Linked DNA regions of Canis lupus: region 2 is linked to region 1. The links are chromatin contacts, called in public Hi-C maps. All regions are on one chromosome and are shown on one strand. Each heading gives the region's core, a stretch centred on a gene start, on an enhancer-like site or on the middle of the called end of the contact. The rest is flanking DNA. Distances are from core to core; before and after follow the strand shown.

The links. A called contact is a pair of places that touch in the nucleus more often than the background predicts.
Region 2: a contact with region 1 is called in a Hi-C map of skin fibroblasts, with 2.7 times the contacts expected there. The contact joins the enhancer-like site here to the promoter of B9D1 in region 1. A contact is called at or near these places in 3 of 9 Hi-C or Micro-C datasets (amygdala, blood and skin fibroblasts).

Annotation. Positions count from the first base shown.
Region 1 is chr5:41,065,755-41,071,080 of UU_Cfam_GSD_1.0, forward strand. It overlaps B9D1 (B9 domain-containing protein 1), which reads left to right and starts at 3,170. Exons shown (of 7, transcript XM_038537060.1): 1 at 3,170-3,364; 2 at 5,036-5,104. The coding sequence starts at 3,302.
Region 2 is chr5:41,186,556-41,191,881 of UU_Cfam_GSD_1.0, forward strand. No RefSeq gene overlaps it. Among named protein-coding and RNA genes, the nearest start is that of EPN2, 18 kb to the left of the region's middle. Within about 2 kb of position 2,861, at least 4 of the 20 cell types and tissues checked have an H3K27ac peak or open chromatin away from gene starts, as enhancers often do.

The DNA.
Region 1 (5,326 bases), core at 1,920-4,419:
TGCCTTCTGGGTCACCAGAGACTGGAGGTGGGGTAGGGTCTGAGTCCCTGGGTCACCTGGCCGGGCCTAGGTCTGTAAGAGGACATCTGCCCCCTGCCAGCCCTGCCATGGCAGCTCCCTCTTCCCCAGGCCAGTTCCCCTTTGCCAGGTGACGTGGGCCCTGTTTGGGTGGTGAGGTAGGGGCGCTGGAGAGGCTAAATGGCCTGGGGTGACAGGAAGGAGGTCAGACCAGGAGTAGGGATGCGGGGATGAGATCCAGGGGCCCCTGGACAAACGCTGCCTCTGCTGGGGCTGCTTCCCGCTGGTAAGGGGCTGCGGGCAGGGGCTGGGAACAGAAAGGGAGGGAAAGAGCTGGGGCCACCGATCCCTTGAAGGCTGAGAGTCTAAGTTCTTAAAACTGGCAACCCAGACTTCGAGTCACAGGAATGTGGGTGCAGGATACAGATGGTGATGGGCACTGGGGTGTCTGGCCTGCAGGGAGGAGCTCCATGTGGATGGAGCCTTACCCCTAAAGATCCTGAAGGTGGAGCCAGATTGACAGGGTGGGGCACCTAACAGAGACCCAGCTGCCTTAGTAAAGAGTGAGTTCCCTGTCTTGAAAGAAAGGAAGCAAAGCTGGATACCCTGACTACAATGGGCTTCTGGGCAGGAAGGTGAGGATATCTCCCCGAGGGGGAACATGGTAAGGCGATGGGGAGAGGAGTTCAGAGAAGACTTCACACAGGTGGGCTTTGAAGGTTGAATAGGAGTTCTCTAGGCGGGCAGGGAGATGGTGTGCTGGACAGAGGAAAAAGCATGAAAACACGTAAGTATTCAAAGAACTGCTTTTTTTTTTTTAAACTGATTTTATTTATTTATTTGAAAGAGTGAGAGAGAGAGAGAACACACAAGCAGGCAGAGCTGCAGACAGAGTGAGAGGGAGAAGCAGGCTCCCTGTAGGGAACCTGACAGGACTCAATCCCAGGACCTCAAGATCACAACCTGAGCCAAAGGCAGATGCTTAACCACTGAGCCACCCAGGTGCCCCCAGAGAGGGAAATTCTGCAGCATGCCAACAACTGGCAGGGCAGGAAATGGTGCCAACCTGCTGGATGTTGGTCCTGGCTGAGGGTCTGCCCATCCGTGACCCCCCTCCCCAACCTCCCCGAGCAGATCTCTACATTCCCGCTGAGCCACCGCACACCCACACCTGCAAAGACACCTTTCACCTCCACCCTGACTGTCCTGACCTGAAGGTCAGCCTGCCTGAGGGCTCCCAGTGCACCAAGCCCCCCCAGCAGGCCCACCTGAACTGGTGGTAAGGATTCCAGCTGGGTCCTGACCAAGCCCCACTGAGGCGCCCCCTCCCCTGCAGTCCTTCCTGAGGCCACCAGACTCTGTAGAGCTAGGCCTGTCCATCCTCCCATCCTACCCGGGGTCTCCCATTCCACATTGTCTGGCTGGATGGCTAATGTGCATGCCTGATTAGGAGCTTCCCACCCCTTGGGGAGACTCCCCCTTTAGGTCCTGCTTGAATGTAGGGTAGGCTTTGACATAGCTGGTTTTTCTTAAACATTATTTATTTATTAGAGAAAGAAAAAGAGCATGAGTGGGTAAGGGGGAGGGAGCACTGAGCAGGGAGACCGACACCAGGCTCGGTCCCATGACCCCATGACCTGAGCTGAAGGCAGATGCTTAACTGACTGAGCCACCCAGGCGCCCCTGACATAGCTGGGTTTTAAACCACTAGGAGCCCCTGGTTACTTGATAACCACAAGCATTCTGCTGAAAAGTGACTTTTGTATAATACTGAGCTTCAAAAGTGACAAGGAGTAAAGACAGGTAGAATTTGTGGGAGAAAGCATTTTAAGTGGAAAGAGGGTGTGAGGAGTGGGGGAAGGGAGTATGACCAAGTCCCTGGAGAGCAGACCTACACTCTGAGCTGTGTTGTTGCGGTGGGGACCCCACCCATCTGGCCTCCTCAGCCGCAGCATCTCCCATCAGACTACCCACAGCCCCCTCCCCTAATCAGTTATCCTTGCTCAGCATTCCGGAAGAGGTCAGTGGTCCAGGCTGGCCTTGACTCTTCCCTCCCTCTCCTGCACAGGTGTCTGAAGGGAGCCCCCCTGGTCTGCTTCCAAGCTAGCAGCTGGCTACGGTGGGACCACCCCCTGGGGTCCCTGCTGGGGGCATGGCCTCCTGGAAGTCTACACACCTGTGCATCCCTTCCTGGATCAGAGATAAGGTCTCTAATGCCACTTTGACAACCTGGCCTGGGACCAGACAGAGGAGGCAGTGAGGCTCTTTAGCCTGTTTAGTCCTGGATGTGAATGCTGATTCGGCGACTTACCTGCTGCTGTGACTGTGGCCCAGCCACCTCCCCTGGGAATCTGCTTCCTCTCTGAGTAGTGGCCATGTATTCAAGTATTCATTCATGCAGCACTGTTACCAGGGCTTCTATGTGCCAGGGAACTAGAACTCAAGATCCGCGTGGCCGCTGGGCTCATGGAACAGCGGGCTGCCTAGAGAGGGGAGTCAGGATAGTGATCAACGTGCAAATACAAACCACAGTGTGTGCTAAGACGAACCGGATCGATGTGTTAACCGAAGCTATGACCACTCGGGGCGGCCAGGGGGTTAACCGGGCAGTGCCGTGGGTTCTGGCTCAGTCTTCCTCCGACGGCTGGAAGACTGGGATGCCAGGTGCTGCTCCTCCGTGGGCCTCCGTTTCCCCCTTTCACACCGAGGAGCCGTAACTCGGTTGTTTGAGGCCCTCCCCAGTTTGTTTAATACACTTTTGGTGGGGGGCAGGGGCCTCAAAGCCCCAGGGGACCCGCCGCAGTCCCCAACCGGGGACTCCGCAGAACCCGGGCGGCCCAGCCCCGGCCCGACTCGCGGCCTTCGCGCGCGTCACCTCCACTCGCGGCGGCGATCCAGCTGCACCGCGCAGGCTCCCCTCCGCGCGTCCCCGCCGCCGTCCCCCCGGTAGCGCCACAGCGCCACCTCGCGGCGGAGGGCATCGGCCCCACTTGGCTTCCGGCCGGCGGGAGGCAGGGCGCGCCTCCGCCCTGCGGGTGTGACCCGAGCAGCGGCGCGGCTAGCTTCTACACCGCGGGCGGACCGTTCCAGCTCCGCCCCCCGCCCCGCCCCGCCCCCAACCGCCGGCTGCGCTTGCGCACTGCCGCACCCGTGCTTTCTTTCGCGAAGGTGCCTTCCCACGAAATGTGTCCCACGCGCCACGCCGTCGGTTTCCAGGGCAACCCGGCACCTCTTAGCAGCCCCGCGCGCCGCGGGGGTCGTTTCCTGCGCCCCCAGCCCTGCCATGGCGGCCGCGGGCCCCAGCGTCTTCCTACTCATGGTCAACGGGCAGGTGGAGAGCGCCCAGGTGAGCGGCCGGGGACCCCCGCCCGCCCTCCCCCCAGCCACCCGCGGGGGCCCGTCCCGCCACCTCCCGGGCTGCTGCGTGGCCCCGGAGAGGCGCGTCTGTCGGGTCAGGCGGGGGACGGGAACCAGCGTCTGAGAGACCAGGCCTGTGAGCCCTGGTTCTGCTCGTGTCCGCTCCGTGGAGTCCCGGGCAGGAGCCTAGCGGGTGTAAGGGGAGGAGCGGAGACTCGCCCGGGTTGCTGGGCCCCGGCCCCCCAGCGCTCTGCACTCTGAACCCTGAGGTCCTTGCATTTGGGTTAGGATGGAGGCGACCTGGTGAATGTGCGCCAACGACGGGGGTGGTGGAGAGGTCCGGGGAGGGTCTGTCGGGTCTGACCGACGCGGACGCTGCTCCCCATCGCCTACACTTGGGGAGACCCATTTGTCGTATTCACATGCATATAAGTGCACCACGAATTCGCCACGTGCCGGACTCGGTGCCCAGCACTGCGCATTCGGCCCTCACCACAACCCTGGGAAGTGGGTGTTACTAGCATCCCCATTCTACAGATGGGGACACTTGCCCAAAGGGAGTGGCAAAGCTGAAATTTGAACCCAGGTTGCCTGACACCAAAACTTTGGTTCGTTACCCTTCCAGGCTGTTGGAAGATGGTATTTATTGTATTGTGGGGATTAAGTGAGATGGTTTGGGCAGAGCTCTGCCAGGACCTCTTACTAGGTCTCTCTTGCCTCCCTGTTTCATCGGGATAATGCTCCCGTGTTCCCACCCTGTCCACCTGCCCCTGGCCTAGCGTCCAAGACTGCCTTCCCTTCTTCTGTTCTGTCCCATTAGGGGCCCTTGGCTGGGCTGGATCATGCCTCTCTGCTCTGTCAGCACCCATGCCACTCCCACTGTGCCTCCTGCTCAGTTCTGGGTTCCTCCCTCTCTCCAGGCCTTGAGCTCCAGCCCTGTGTATACTTCATGTCCTGATAGCATCCTTTCACTTCGGCAATGTTCCCTAGATCTCTTCTGTGCCCCCTTGTGCCAGGCTCTGGGGGACACAGAAAGGTCATTGCACTTGTTCCCTCTTCACAGTCAAACAGGGTTGACAGAAATAAAGGAGGTATCAAAGCTTTGGTGGAGGGAAGGACCAGGGCCTGACAGAGCTGGGGGTGGGGTGGACCTTAGAACGTTTTGAAGGATGAAAGGGAGTTTGCCAGATGGAGGAATGGGACGGGCAGGGCAGCCCCGGTGGCTCAGCGGTTTAGCGCTGCCTTCGGCCCAGGGCATGATCCTGGAGACCTGGGATTGAGTCCCACGTTGGGCTCCCTGCATGGAGCCTGCCTCTCCCTCTGCCTGTGTCTTTGCCTCTCTCTCTCTCTGTGTCTGTCATGAATAAATAAGTAAAATCTTAAAAAAAAAAAAAAAAAAGGAATGGGAAGGGCATGTCAGACAAGGTGGAGCCTGGGCAAAGGCTCAAGGGTGGTTGCAGCCTGGGACTGTCCCTTGGACTCCCACATCTCAGGCCCCAACCCTTCCACTGAACTCCGTGTCCCCATCCCCGGCTGTCTCTTAGACTCTACCCCAGGCACCCAGTGTCAGCATCCCTATTGGCTGCCCTTAGCTAGCCACCGCGGTGCCTCCCCCTCCACAATCCCTGTAAACAGAACCTGTGTGTGCTTCTTCCTACAGTTTCCTGAGTATGATGATCTCTACTGCAAGTACTGCTTTGTGTACGGCCAGGACTGGGCCCCCACGGCGGTAAGCTGGGCTCTTGGGCCTCCCTCCCTCACAGCCTCCATGCTTAATGGGGTTTCTGAAGGTGTCGATGTCCACCATACCCCTTCGTCTTCCAGTTCAGAAACTGTTGAGAGGTAGACACCGAGCTCAGGGGGTTCCAAACATGACTTTGTTCCTGGTAAAGCTGGAGCAGAGAAGGTGGAGCAGCCACCTTCAGGCTCCTGATCAAAGCTGCGGTCGCTC
Region 2 (5,326 bases), core at 1,611-4,110, 120 kb after region 1:
CCTGAGGCCCTCCCAGTGCCCCTTCCCATCCCTGGTCTCATACTTCCTTCTGATCACCCACTGAATAGATTAGGAAACAGCTCCAGAGTGGGGAAGGGATTGCCCTTTCTTGGCTCATCTATTAGCACTGCTCCCCCACCATCCCACATTATAGGCCCACCAATCATCCCCTTAGACGACCTGCACATGCTTGCCTCTGAGCTTCCCTGTGTGCTGTTCCCTCTGCCTGGAGCTTCCTCTCCACCCCTCAGGCCCCTTCTAGCAGTTGACCTGGCTGAGTGCTGATGGGGCTTTTAGGATTCAGTCGGCATCCTGCCTTCGGTGTGGCCTTCTCCGGCTGCAGACCCTCCGAGCACCTGCTTCCCAGATGGTGACACAATTTAGTTTCTGTCGCTCTGTGGTTTGGCGGTTTCTTGAGGGAGGACTTGTTGGTACCGGCCCATGCAAGGTTCTGGCCCCAGGCGTAATGTCTAAGTATGTGTGTGAGTGGAGAAGCCAGTCTGTAAGCACTGGGTTAATGGAATGTGGTCCCCTGGGGAGGGCCTTGTAGCTTGCCCCCAGCACCACACAAACAGTAGGTTTGGGAGTCTCGGACAAAGGCCTCAGACTTGCTCAGAGATGCTCTCAGAGCTCAGCTTCCTGACTGCAATTCAGGGGCACTAATCCTTGCTGGCAGGGTGGGTAGCTGGGAAGACCAAATAAGATCGAGTCACCTCCTTCAAACCCTCCAAGGACTTTGTATGATCCTTAGAATCAAATCCCCAGGCCCTCTCGTGGCTAGAAGGCCCTGCCCATCTTGCCCCACCCAACCCTCCCCCTGCACCTGGAGCCTCCCCAACATTGTCCCTCCCATTCCCTTGGCCTGGAATGCCCTCCCCCAGATGTCCACCCAGATGCCCTGTCCTCTGTACCCTTCAGCCAGTGCTCTATCAGTCTTCCTGGACCACTAAGATGGTGCCCCCCCCCCCCCCGCCCCTACATCTCTCTTCACCCCCTCCCTGCTTTGTGTGGACTTCATAGCATTGATCACCACTTGACTTATGTTATGCACTGATTTCTTTGTTTATTGTGTCTTTCCCTTCTGAGAGGGTGGGCTTTTCATTTGTCTTTATGGTGGCATCCCCAAGATCCTAGATCAGAGCCTGGCACCCCGCGGGTGCTCAACAAAGATCTAGCCAATCAATGGAGAGATGAAAGGCCTGGAGAAATGCTCTCTGACCTCCCTCCCTCCCGACCAGCCTGCATACCTAGGCATCCAGGTTCTTACTGATGGGTGGAGTCCAGGGCCCAGGGCTAGAAACTATGACCTCCAAGAAAGCTGTCCCAGCTGCTCAGGGCATGCAGGCTCTGGGAGAGGGATGAGAGCTCTATCATGGGGTGTGTGCCTTGTCTGGCCTGGTTTATTGCCCAAGGGTGCCCTGTTCACCAGACATGAGCCCAGGGAGCCCAGGCCCTCCCTAACCCCTACTCTGGCTTCACCTTGGGGTCCTCCAAATTCTGAGTCCACTGATTCACAGCCCTCTAGGCAGGGTGGCCAGCAGAGGTTCACTTATCCTCACAGCTCACCTCCCCTGGTACTCAAGGAGCCTAAGAGGTCCTGCCTGGGTCTGACATCATACCTCAGGTGCAGGCAGGGCAACAGAGGACTGGGGACTCCAGTGCAAGCCTGGACGTCCCCCACAGTGCTAGAGACTGAGCCCAGGATGTGCTCGTGACCAGGCCAAGGCCTCAGAGGCCCAGGTTGAAATCCAGCTGCCCCTTCACAGACCACACATTTTCCCACAGCCTTGTCAAGCTGGCTGTGCCAAGGGACTAGGCCCCTTACTGGCTACTTCTTGCCTCAACCATACCGTGTGCAGACGTCACCAAGTGCACTTCTATTTCTGAGAAAATAGGCCTTGGATTCCCCTCGGCATCCACTTACCCCTCCCACCTCCCCCTCTTCCTGCAAACTTGAGTCACAGCCGCCCTGTTGGCAGAGGGCCTCGAGGATGTCTGAGTCAGCCTGGCCTGGGTTTCCGTCCTGACACCGCGTCTCACCAGCTGTGAGACTCTGGGCAACCTTCAACTCCCGTCGAATCTCCATCTCCCATCTGTGAAGTGGAGGTGAGGAAGCATTTGCCTCATCGTGACTGTACGGATCGAGCCGGTCTGTGCGGGGCCAGAGCATGCAGTAGGTGCCTAATAATAACAGCAAAGCCCACATAGAGACACCATGGCATCCCTTCCCCTAAACACTTCCCTATATTATCTCATTTAACTTTCATGCCAATACAGTGGGGAAGGCACCATCGTGACCCCATTTCACCAATGAGAGAACTGCAGCATAGGGCAAGTGGCTTCGGAGTAGGTGGTGGAGGCTGCATGAGCCCAGAGTCTGCGCCCTTATCCGCTCCCTCCACAAATGGAGGCCAGAGGTACCACTCTTAGGGCCTGTCCTATGTTTGACAATGGGTGGAATGTCTTCATTGGGCACTCCTGGAAGCCCATGGAGAACAGGATTCAAGGGCAAGTAGTTTGTCAGGATGAGATCCCAGGACTCATCTTTAGGAGAGTGGGAAGATGAGCTGGGGGGAGGGGAGGAGCTGACCACTGGGGGTGCTCCTGGAGCAGCTCTTGTGCTGTGTGACCTTGGCCCGGCTGCTGTCCCTCTCTGAAGCCGAGGTTCCTTCTCTACAAAACAGGGAGGCCAATCCCAGCCTCCCGGGATTGAAAGTGAGGGAGGTCTCCCACGATTGAGGAGGGGCCCATCTGGACTCCCAGCCCAAGCTCTGGGAAACAGAACAGGCCCCGATGAGGACTGTGTGGGTGAAGAAGCCACAGGAGGCAGGCACGGGGCCCAGGCTGTGACCACAGGGGCCCTGCAAAAACCACATCACGGCCACCACAACCTCCAACATCCCACGGCGATTTCCGCTCCTGCCTGTCCCAGGGCAGCATCTCCTACCACCAGTGGGCCGTCCCCTCCATCAGCACCTGCCACCCTGCGGCCCTGCCTGGCAACAGCTGCCGCAGGAGAGGCTGGCCCTGGCTCCCGGAGGGGTGTGCGAAGGGGTGTGCAGCAGTGGGTTGGCGTCAAGGAGCCATGGAGCCCCCTGTGGTTAGCAGCTCCTGTCTCTGCTCAGATCCTGGCTCTACTGCTCGTGACCCTGGGCAGGTCACTTCGCTGCCTGGATCCACTGGCCTTGTTGATCGAATGGAGCTACTAGTCTGTGGTGCCGCCTGGCAGTCTCGGCTCCAGGAGCCGGTCCCCTGCGTCCTCCCAACCTCCAACTTGCACTTGCTGTTCCTCCCATCTGGAACCTCCCCACCCTCCCTCTTGCTGATGTAAGCCTTGCTCATGCCTCCACAGTCATTTGGGAAGGGAAGCCCTGCTGACCACCTAACTCAGGCTAGCACAAGGCCCCTTAACCCCCCCCCCCGCCCCCGATTTCCTTTCCCTCAGTAGCTCTGCGCCCAGTTTGTCAGTTTACCTCCTCCTCAGACTCCCCTAGTGAAAGCCCACGAGAGCGCAAACCGATCTTGCCTCCTGCCCAAACCCTACTGGTCCTCCCACTGCGACTGGCACAAAGTAGCTGCTCAATAAATGCTTGTTGAATAAACGAATTCTTGTCTGAAACACTTGTCCTTGCTCAATACCATGCTCTTCCAGTCCAGACATGAACGTCACCTTCCCCAGGCAGCCCTCCCCGACTGCTTCCCTGATTCCTCTTCTGGGTTTCCGGAATGTCCCCAACGTTGCCCCCCATCACAGCAGTCACCTCTCCATGGGGTAGCAGCCCAGTTCCTGAGACCCCAGCCCGCCCCAGCCCTGCTCTCCACCTGCCTTCTCCCAGCCTGAGAGTAAAGAGTTGGGGTGGGGGGAGGGGGGAGGAGGCGCCGACCATCCAGAAGGCTCTGGTGGCCAGCGGGTGAGTGTCGAGGGCCAGGCAAGAGAGCGGGCACTGCCCTGGGCCGGAGATGTGAGCAAAGGCCAGCGCCGGGAAGGGAAGGGCGGGGAGGAGCGGCGGGCGAGGAGCTGGCCAGCGGCTGCGGGCGGTGATGCGCCCCTGCGAGGACCGAGGACCGAGGACCGCGTTGGGGGGAGGGCTGGCATTTCCTGAGGCCGCCCCGGAAATGCTGGGGGCGGAACCGGGCGGACCGAGTGAGTGCGGCTGGGAGGGACCCGCGGTCGGTGGGTCGGTGGGTCGGTGGGTCGCAGCCCGCACACTGGTCCCCACCCTGCGCCTTTGCCCCCCACCCCACCTGTCCCTCCCCCCTGCACTTGCCATCATCCCTCAGAACCCTCTCAACAGGTGGCAGAGGGGCTGTTCAAGCCCCAATTTACAGAAGAGGAAGCTGAGCCCCAGAGAGGGCCAGCGGGGTGGGCACAGAGCCTCCGGCATTTCAGCTGACCCTGGATCCAGGACCCGGCTGCTCCCTCCGGATCGCCTGCCCCCAGCAGCCATGTCCCCAGACTCCTTCCGCCCCAGAGGGTGGCTGCCGCTCCTGGCAGGGTTCCTGGCTGGGCAGCGGGACCCCAAGATGGACCTGCAAGAGGAGGTGCCGGCTGGCTGACCCCAAGCCCCAGACAGCAGTGCCTGCCTCCCCTGGGCCTGCTGGGCCAGCGGAGGCCGGTTCACCCTGCTGGCACATCTCAGCACCCACCCCATGCCCCAGTGCCACCCACCCGTCTTGCCTCAACCCTCACAAGGGCCACTCACAGAATGGCAGGTTCCTATTGCCCCAGTGCTGAGTGAGAAGACCAGCCCCATTTCACACAGTGGGAGACTGAGCCCTAAGAGGGGCGTGTGCTTAGTCACCTGCTCCATTCACTAAGGAATCGAAGATTCCATTTTTGGCTGGACTCCATCTACTTGAATGCAGATCTGCCTCTGCTGCCTCATAGCTCTGAGACCTTTGGCCAAGTTGCTTTGCTTCTCTGGGCCAAGGTTCCCTCAGGGTGGTGGGGGCTAGAGCCAGTCCTGGCTCAGAATGTTGTGGTGAGAAATAAGTTGATCTCTGTAAATCCCTGTGCCCCACCCATCGTGTGTGCCCAATAAATATTAGTTATTATAAGAAAAACACATTCATCCCTCCCCTACCTTCAAACAAAGTCTCTGCCCTTGTTCTTGGTCCTCCATTGACTCCTATCCAACCTCTCCTTTTCCCTCCTCTGTAAAGTTAAGGATGTGTTTAGCTACAAAAAAAAAAAAAAAAAAAAGGCAAAGCAGATCACAATGACTTAGACAAATACGAGTTAATTTCACCCCCATCGTGATGAGTTTGAGATGAACTCTGGCTGTCATTGTGTTACCAGGTCAATGATGTCAAGGCTGGTGTCTCT